Regions from separate parts of the Gasterosteus aculeatus genome. Here region 2 is linked to region 1. Evidence: chromatin contacts called from public Hi-C data. All regions are on one chromosome and are shown on one strand. The core of a region is the stretch at or near the end of the contact, and the rest is flanking DNA. Distances in the headings are between cores, read along the strand shown.

Region 1 (4,430 bases), core at 1,052-3,551:
TCGAGTTCAGGCACACCTGGGTGTTTGTACACAGTAGTGGACCGTAAAGATCAGGCAACCACCGGGACTCCTCGACCCGTCTGCGGCTTTGTCTTTATTCACTCCGGTTCATCAACCGGGAGATTTCCCAATCCTTCATTCGCCGCCTGTCGCCACTTCCTCTGTGGCTTCGGCGCCCGCTGACTCCTCCGCGCCGCTTTTGTCCGTGTTTGCTTCACAGTCTGGCGTTTCCTCCGCGCCCGCCGCTTCCTTCTTCTCTCCAGTTGTCGCTTCCATCTCTTGCTTGCGATCGTCCCCGACCTCCACCCGCGGGACGTCACACGCGACCCCCTCGGACACCACCTCCTCTGCCTCGGCCTCCTCTTCACCTTTGGCGTCTTCCTCCATGACCTCATTCGCCTCTTCCCCTCCTGCCGCGTCTTCCTCCATCATCTCCTCTTCCCCTCCGGCCGCGTCTTCCTCCATGATCTCCTCTTCCTCTCCGGCCGCGTCTTCCTCCATGATCTCCTCTTCCTCTCCTGCCGCGTCTTCCTCCACGACATCCTCCCCCTCTTCCTCTCGTGTCGCGCCTTCCTCCACATTCTCCTCTTCCTCTCCTGCCGCATCTTCCTCCGCAAATTCCTCTGCCTCGTCCTCACCAGTCTCGTCTTCCTCCACAACTTCCTCCACCTCTGCGTGATCTTCCCCTGTTGCGTCTTCCTCCGCGATCTCCTCCCCCTCCTCCCCCTCCTCCTCCTCCTCCTCCTCCTCCTCATCCTCGAAGTTGCCCTCGTAGATCTCGCAGTCGCCGTCGTCCACCTGCACCACCCGGATGTCGTCCATGCACATGGCCTCGTCGTCCTCGTCCTCCTCCTCTTCCTCGCTCTCCCTCTCGTCAGAGTCCAGTTGGGAGGGCGGCGTCGTGGTCCGACTGTCCGACTGTAGTCCGGCACCGGGGCTGCCGAGCTCGGACTGGGCCTCGCGGGGCGCCGAGCCGGAGCCAGAGCTCGGCCCGTCCTTCTTGCAGTACGAGTAGCGGTGGTTCATGTGCTGGGAGTAGGAGCCCGAGTGGGAGAAGCGCTTCCCGCACTTGTCGCACTGGTAGGGTTTCTCCCCGGAGTGCAGCCTGGAGTGCTCGATCAGGTGGTGTTTGTGTTTGAAGGCCTTCATGCAGACGTTGCACTCGTGGGGCCGTTTTCCTGCAGGCGAGAGAATCAGACGATGCATAATTAGATAACAAATTACAGTGATGTGTGTGTTTCAACCTAGGGACCCCACAAAGGGGTCATACATTAAATATTGTTGGTCTTTGTGGGTCGTCAAACATTCTCGCCACCTGCTTTGATATTATATTTTCAAGCTTTTTTGGAATCATTTTGCATATAATCTAAAATCGGTGCGTAATTAACTTTTGATTAAATCTCAAATTTAAAGCACCGGTCGATCTTTAAAAAGTAATAATGCATCCGTATGACGGACGCTGCCTGTTTATGCACCTCAAGAGTCTCGTCTCAATGAAAACTGATGTCGACCTCTGAGCTGGTGCATTTACAGGCCAGCTGTCCCGTAAAAGTTACCATTGTAATAATTATAACACATTAATGATAATAAACAATAGTCTCAAATAGCTGCCTGGTCAGAGCCCGAACGTCTTCTCACGTGGGAGACCACCTCTCAGGTGTGAGGCCTACCTGTGTGTTCGTATTTGTGCCGCAGCAGAGAGCTGCCCTTCTGGAAGACTTTGAAGCAAAGGTCACACGGGTAGACGCCGTTTTCTAGCCGCCGCTTCTTCGTCAGCGACGCCGAGTCCGAGTCGTTCTGGTCCTCCGTCGGTGAGCCGCCGTTAGAGCTGCTGTCCGACTTCTTCTCCTGCTGCAACTGGAAGAAGAAGAAGGCGACGTCAGGGATTCCCCGTTTGAACCGTGAATGTTGAAATGCCGCGGCGGCCGCCGCGGTGCAGCGGAGCAGACATGGGCTTACCTTGTGGCCGTTCAGCACGACGGTCTTTGCTCCGGTGGCGCCGCCGGCCGTGCTGGCGTAGCTGTAGGTGAGCTGGGGGATGAGGATGGTGCGTTTCGCCGTGGTGTTGAGACAGCTCAAGGTGCCCTGACCGGCGATGGCCACTAACGTGGGCAGCTGCGCGGCGGTGATGATTCTGACGGACCTCCCGGTCTGGGGCGTGGTGACGTAGATGGTTCGACCCCCCAGCTGCTCCTTCCTCAGGCAGGTCAGGTTGAGCGGCTGCTCCTGCTGCTTGGGGGGCGGCGCGGCCGTCTCCGCCGCCGCGGTGTGCTTCGGGAGGGAGAGGTCGAGGGGCTCGGCCTGAGAGTCCGCAGACTCGGGGTCTTCCGGTTCGCTCTTGATGATGACGAGGTCCCCGGCGCTGAGGCTCCGTGGCGAGGAGTCCGCCGTGGAACGGCCGCCCGAATCCGAGGAGGCTTTGTCTTTGTGGGAGCCGTTTTCCTCTGCCGGCCCGTTCCGATCCGCGGCGTCCTGCGAGCTGCATTTCGTGGCCTCCGCCGTCTCTGAAACCGCCGTGTCTTTTTCGCGGCGTTTCCCCGCCTTGCTCCCGGAGTTCATCTTCGCGAACCACTTCCTGACCACGTCCACGTGGATGCTGGCCGACTCCGAGATCTTTGCCAGCTCCGCCTCGCCGGGGTTGGCGTTGGAGGCGAAGTAGGACTTGAGGAGCGTGAGCAGGTCGTCCACGGGCGGCTCCTCCAGTGTCACCCCCGCCTCGCTGAGCAGCGCGGCGAAGGACGGGTCCAGAGCGGCCGAGTCGACGGCCTCCCCGTTGGCGGCCTTGCGGTGCTGCAGGAGGTGCAGCGCCTCCAGGTTGTCGGGACAGTCGTCGCACAGCACGCAGGTACTGGAGCTGTTGGCTTTAGGCAGCCGGGCCTTTTGGGTCCTTCCCGTCTCCGCGTCGCCGATGGCCACCGACTCTGGCTCCGCCTTCACGGCCGAGAGGTCGGCCGCCTCCGGGGCGGAGGGCTTGACCGTCTTGGTGGGCGTGGGGGCGGCGGGCACGGGGGCGGGGTTGGTCTTGGCGACGAGCGCGGCGGTCAGGGTGGTGGCGGCGGTGGCGGCCGCGGGGCCGATGCTGTAGTTGATGATGATCTTCGTGGTGCCGTCGTGGTCCACAAAGGCCGGCAGGCTGATGATCTGCTGCTGCGGCTGCTGCACCACGATCCCCTGCTTCCCCTGCGTCACCACGCCGTTGGCCGAGCCCAGCACCTGCCGCAGCACGTTCCCGTCCATCGCCACCTTCAGCACGTTCTGCAGGTCGCTCAGGTTGATGCTGATGGGCGACATGAGGCCGACCGTCGGGACCACCATGGCCACACCCTGCGCGGGGGTCGTGGCCGGAGCCGCGGCCGGCTGTGCCGCCCCGCCCCCGTTGGCCCCGCCGGCGGGAGTCGCCGACGCGGCGATCGCGGGCTTGCACTCGTATTCCACCGGTTCGGACTTGATCTGGGTGACGGGGAGCTGCTCCTGGAGGGGCTTGCTTTCGGCCTTCTCTTTAAGAAGCACGCGGGGCGCCGCGGTTGTAGCCGGTGCTGCCTGGGCGGTGGGCGGCGGGGGTTTGATGGCCGCTCGAGGGACGACGTCGTCGGGGGCGGCGGCGCCCAAACACTTGGTGCTGCTGATGTGGGAGCTGTAGGAGCCCGAGTGGGAGAAGCGCTTCTTGCAGTGGGAGCATTCGTACGGTTTCTCACCTGGGGAGCACACAGGGAAATTACAGAAACTGTTAAAACAATATATGAACTTAGCTTATTTATCTACTATTTGTATTATTCAAATTTGAAATAACTAAATATATATATAATAATATCTGTTACTAAAAGGTTTCTGATTTTAAATCACATTTGGACAATTTTAGACGGAATTTGCCACGTTTTATTATCATTTTGATATGTTCATGCAGATGATTTGACCTGAATAAAAGGAAACACACCATCCAATGATTAAATCCGGATAAAAGAGCTTTGATGAACTTATATCCACCCTGATTACAGACATGTAGTGTTAATAAATAAACGCTGGTTCAAACAGTGCTGGTGCGAGTGAGAATGGCCGTTGTCACGGCGACAGCTCACCGCTGTGAATGCGCAGGTGCTCCTTCAGGTGGTGCTTGTACTTGAAGGCCTTGCAACACTCTGTACACTTGAACTTGCGGATCCCGCCCGTTCCTCCCGATCCACCTGTCGACTGGGACACGTGCCGCTGAGACACAAGAAGAAACAGTCGACGAGGAGCAAAGTGTGTCCGTGAAAGTCCGAATTTTCCTTTCTTTTCATTGCTAACCCGAGCTGTTCGGTATTCAAGTGGAATGCTTTGACCTTCTTAATTATACTCGCTTGGAGAAAAAAAAAAAAAAAACACACGAGTAGAACGTACTCTGAATTAAAAAGCCATATTGTGACACGTAAAGTCAAAGCTGTACACATCCT
Region 2 (4,551 bases), core at 1,998-4,497, 46 kb after region 1:
GGGCGGTTTTAAACAGCTGTAGCTTGAAAGAGGACGGCCAGCGCAAGTAGAGCTAAACTCCCGACGAGGCAGAAGGGCCTTTTGGAACATCGTAATCTAGATTATGCAAAACAATATATGTGTTTAGCCACAAAATCTGGCACGAGATCACAGTTGAAACTTTGTCAATAAGGACTTGTGTTTCTCTCTTGCGAACTTCATTACTGCACATTAGAGCTAGTTTGCACAAAGGTGCTTGCGGCACCAAATCAGAAGGCAGCGTGGTGATGGATGTCCCGTCGGGGGCGGATGGAGTCCTGCACGTGATCACAGATGAGAGAGGGGGAGCAGCGTGGTCGGAGTCTCTGTTTGGACGGTCAGTGCTGATGTGTATGCGTTTTTTACAAACTCCCTCACTGCTCCGTCTGTGGCCGAAGCCACGGCTTTAAACCCAGCGAGCAGGAGGAGGGAAGTGAGCTCAACGACCGCGGTTTCACCTCAGCGGAATTTAGAAATCCAGTTTATTGCACAAGGGAAGAACGACATGGTTGAATACACACATTGTGCACAAGACAAACATCCAGGGAAGAGAGCAGCTAAGACAGGTAGATAAAAGGGTGGGTAGACCTTCCTGGATGCACACGCAGTAGCACATGAAGTATGAGTACGCATCCACACAAAGAGGAGCTGCTACGACGGCTTTCAGTTTGAATTGTATCTTCTTATCTTTAAATTCAGTCAACAAATCACAAAAGTTTGCCCAAGAATCAAGATTGTGATCGTAATCTGCATTCAGCGTGGAGGCTGTTGTGTTTCAGGCCTATGCTCGGAGATGGTTCTTCATCATAGTTTGTCATCTTTGAATGTTCATGATACACAGTTGCAAGATGGATGATAACATGGAAATAATAACCTCCCGTCACATGACAGGGAGGCCACCGCATCCATTTCCACCTGTGGAGCAAATACAGCCCTCAAGCTTCCGTTTGCAAGCGCAGGTACATTTCCCTCCCTTTCAGAAGCCCGAAGGCTGACGAGAACCCCGTGGAACGGAGACGACAGAAAGGGAGCAAAGCACAAACACGCGGAGTCAACGAAAGGCAGTGAAAGAGCTTTTCAAACAATGCAACCCAGTAAATGGAGACGGATCGAGGCTGGCGCCGCTATGTTGACGGGTTTGCACTGAGAAGAGGCCGCGTGGAACAATGATGCCTCATCTGTCGCCTCCGAGCGGAGGAGAAAGATGAGCACGAGATTGTTGCCTATAAGTCACATTTGGTACCCTGCCTCTCATTTCCCTTTTCAGGTCTCTTCCATTCTGTGTTTCTTTCCAAGGCTGCTTTGCAGCGGTATGACGAGACTGACGGGAAGGTTGAAACATTTATGAATCTATAAAAGCTCCACACGTCGTTCTTTGAATGTCTGGAAGGAACAGAAGAGGCATAAAGATGAGACTTGTTTAAGGTTGTATGAAGTTAAAATGTTTATTCATATGAAGGCAAGTAAAAATCACTCTTGCATCTGTTCTAGATTCTACAAAGAAATGATTTAATGTATCAACTTCATTCGTTGAAGATTGTGTATCCGTATTTATCTCTACATTTTGGCTTTAATCTGCACAAGATTGCAGCTCAGGTGAGTCCTGAAGAACTCCTGGATCTCCTCCCACAGGTGGACCTCAGCTGCAGCGTGGGACCCGGCCTCGCCCCCCAACAGCACCACCTTGCCTATCACCCAATGCAAACTGGAGGGGCAGTATGGTCCGTAAGGCGGCTCTAGATAGTGTCCCGCTCCGGGGTAACACACGCTCTCAAAGTTGTCCTTCCCGTGACGCTTGAGTCGCTCCACCATCATGTCCACGTAAGCCTTGCTGTCCCAGTTGAGGTCGTCCTCTGAGGCCACGAAGAGGAGACGTCCCTCCGCCCGCTCCACAGGGATCAGCGTGGCCTTGTTCTCCTCTGCACGAGGGTCGTTCAGAACCTTCTTGGTATTGAAGGCCTCGGACTCAGTGGGAATCAGCTTGCTGAGGTCAACCATTAACGGGGGGAGGATCTGGCTCTTCTTATAGTAGAGGGGAAGAAGCGTGTTGGCGGAGCAGCCGTTGATCCACACTACGGCCTCGACACCTTGCAGGTAAGAGGCCATCGACAGTGCCAGATCTCCGGTTTTCGAAATTGAAATCACACCAACTCCTTTACCGCCAACCTGCAGGGGGAACAAAATGAATTACGCATTAGTTTTCCTGCAGATAGGCATGAAGTATTCTCTAAGTCCTCTAAGGGTGGTTAGACAACCACACTCTGAAATGTGTCACCAAAAATCTCAAAAGATTTAGAGAACTCCCCTTATCTTGTTTTCTCAAAAACTGTATTGCTTCTTCGAAATAATCCAGATGGATCTCTTTCATCTTCTTGGGCAAGTCATCGTAACCGTACGCCACTACGGTCAGGACCACAAATCCTCGAGTGGCGAGCAGAGCGCCCCTCTTCTCAGAGAAACCTCCCCCTAAAATGTATAAATCCAGCACTGCAGGGAATGGACCCACTCCTGGATCGGAAAAAACATTGAGGGAGGATTGAGAGTGATATACATGCTACATGCTAGCTATCATGTGTGTTCTGTTTTCGTCACTTTCAATTGTAAAAAAGGTCAATTCATTGTATCTTTGATCTCTTGGGTGAAGATTTTTTATGCAACTTAGAGGCTTAAAGGCCACCGACCTGGCGGAGTGAAGAGGACCCCACGAATATTCCCCTCTCTGACCGTGCGCCGGATGACTCCGTCTCCAATCAGCAGCCTCTCATTGGTCGCTTCTGCCAGCATCCTGCCCTCCTCGTCTCCCTCCTCCTCCTCGTGCACTGAGATCTTCACCACGTGGGCGTTTAGAGACTTTGTTCTTTGGAACCTCTTGTGCAAAGCGTCCGGCCTCATGGACCAAAGCAGACCCATGGGTTCAACGCCGGTGTAGGTCCCACCGAGGGAGGGGTCCCTCTCCAGGTCGATCTGCCCGCTCCCATCAGCCCTGAAGGTGGCCGAGGAGCTGAACACCACTCCCTTCTCGTCAGTGGATCTGGCTCTCAGGGTGACCATCTGTCCCGACCTGAGACCGGCCACCTTCACCTGGACGGGCTCGTCGAACATGCATCTGGCTCTCGGCAGCAGACTCAGGCGGACTTGGGAGGACATCTTTCTGAAAATGCGGTGGTTTGTTCTCTACAAATCTTCACTGTAATTGTAAAAGAGGAAATTCACTTGAATTTGAAACACTTTGACGAAGCAGATGAACACGTCATGAATGTTTTTCCGTAAAACTTTCTCCTCGCCAATTCAGCAAATTAAATAATATGTTACCAGCTAACTGTTGCTCTTGGACTCATATTTAGAGGTGAAGTACTGTTCCTACGCTGATAGTCAATAGATTGAACGCATGGTTGGCTCTTAAGTAATCTTCTATTATGCTCAAATCGGTCAGGGTTTTAAGCAGGTCAGTCAGGGATTTCAGATTTGACCACCAGATGGAGCCAGCAGAGAGTCATAAATACCTTGGAGCAGTTTTTGAAGGACAAACACAGGGGAAGGGCTGGTAGAATTATTTTGGAACCGGCTTGATAAGTTTAGCTTTACACCTGGACCATGGGACTTTTTCACAAAATATTATACTATTCATACTGTTCTTAACTTTGTAATTGTATTGCTTCTGCTAGTTAATACTTTATCATTTTTAAACTTTAGTTAGTTGACTCTTTTTGACTTCTCGTCTCAGAAGGGGCGACGGTAACAGTAGTGATCCATCAGAGGTTCAGAACTCCACAGATCAAAGAACCAAAGGATGTTTAAAGACTATTATTTAATTAACAGTGAATTTTCGTTTCTCAAAATTAGCCTGAAAGTAAACCGAGTAATTACATGAATATGTTGGTATTTTTTACAGACAGAAGATAATTTATCTGGTATTTTGGATTTGATGCAATTGGCGGAGAAGATGTTAAAGTAAGCATACAGGTATGCCCAGATGTGAACATCTGCAACCTGTAAGACAGGTGATTGTCCCTGATGACGGTCAATGCTTTCAGACATGAAATGACTCTCTGTATCTGCTTCACTCAAATACTTGTTTGAGTTCCCTACGACTGGAGAGGACTCGCTCACAGACGTGTGTAATAAATGTCTGTAATGACATTAGCTTGTCCATAAAAAAAAACTGACTCAAACTCACACTATTGATATTAGAGTTCATGTTTAAATGATTACTTGTCTTGTTTCGTCTTTTTATTTCCTGTCAGAAAGTCATGAGATGAAATAAAATAGGAATGTGTCTTACCTGCAGCACGGCGCTCACCTAGAATCAGACTGTTGGATGTGGGTTTTAAAGTCACCTCTCTGATCCTGTCAATCATTTTATGTTTATCGATGGGACGGAGCGTTCTTAAGTGTGTGTGTGTGTGTGTGTGTGTGTGTGGGTGTGCTTTTGAGCCAAACAGACTGGAGAGGGTGAGTTCATCTGGTTTGTTGAATAGACAATAAAGAAGAGAATCATGTTTCAGGAGTAAACCTACTTATAACAATGACTTA

Evidence for each region. Hi-C and Micro-C count contacts between places; a contact is called where the count stands out from the background.
Region 2: a contact with region 1 is called in a Hi-C map of skeletal muscle, with 11 times the contacts expected there. The contact joins the promoter of LOC120816632 here to the enhancer-like site in region 1. A contact is called at or near these places in 5 of 6 Hi-C or Micro-C datasets (liver, skeletal muscle, tail fin and 1 more).

Annotation. Positions count from the first base shown.
Region 1 is chr3:16,477,945-16,482,374 of fGasAcu3.hap1.1, forward strand. It overlaps LOC120815791 (zinc finger E-box-binding homeobox 1), which reads right to left. Exons shown (of 8, transcript XM_078099731.1): 5 at 4,077-4,203; 6 at 1,960-3,695; 7 at 1,671-1,857; 8 at 1-1,178. The coding sequence ends at 136. Among protein-coding and RNA genes, the nearest start is that of LOC144405548, 19 kb to the right of the region's middle. Within about 2 kb of position 2,302, at least 1 of the 9 cell types and tissues checked has open chromatin away from gene starts, as enhancers often do.
Region 2 is chr3:16,523,354-16,527,904 of fGasAcu3.hap1.1, forward strand. LOC120816632 (acyl-coenzyme A thioesterase 1) reads right to left here and starts at 3,248. Exons shown (of 3, transcript XM_078099735.1): 1 at 2,700-3,248; 2 at 2,279-2,526; 3 at 1,444-2,184. The coding sequence starts at 3,165. The coding sequence ends at 1,576.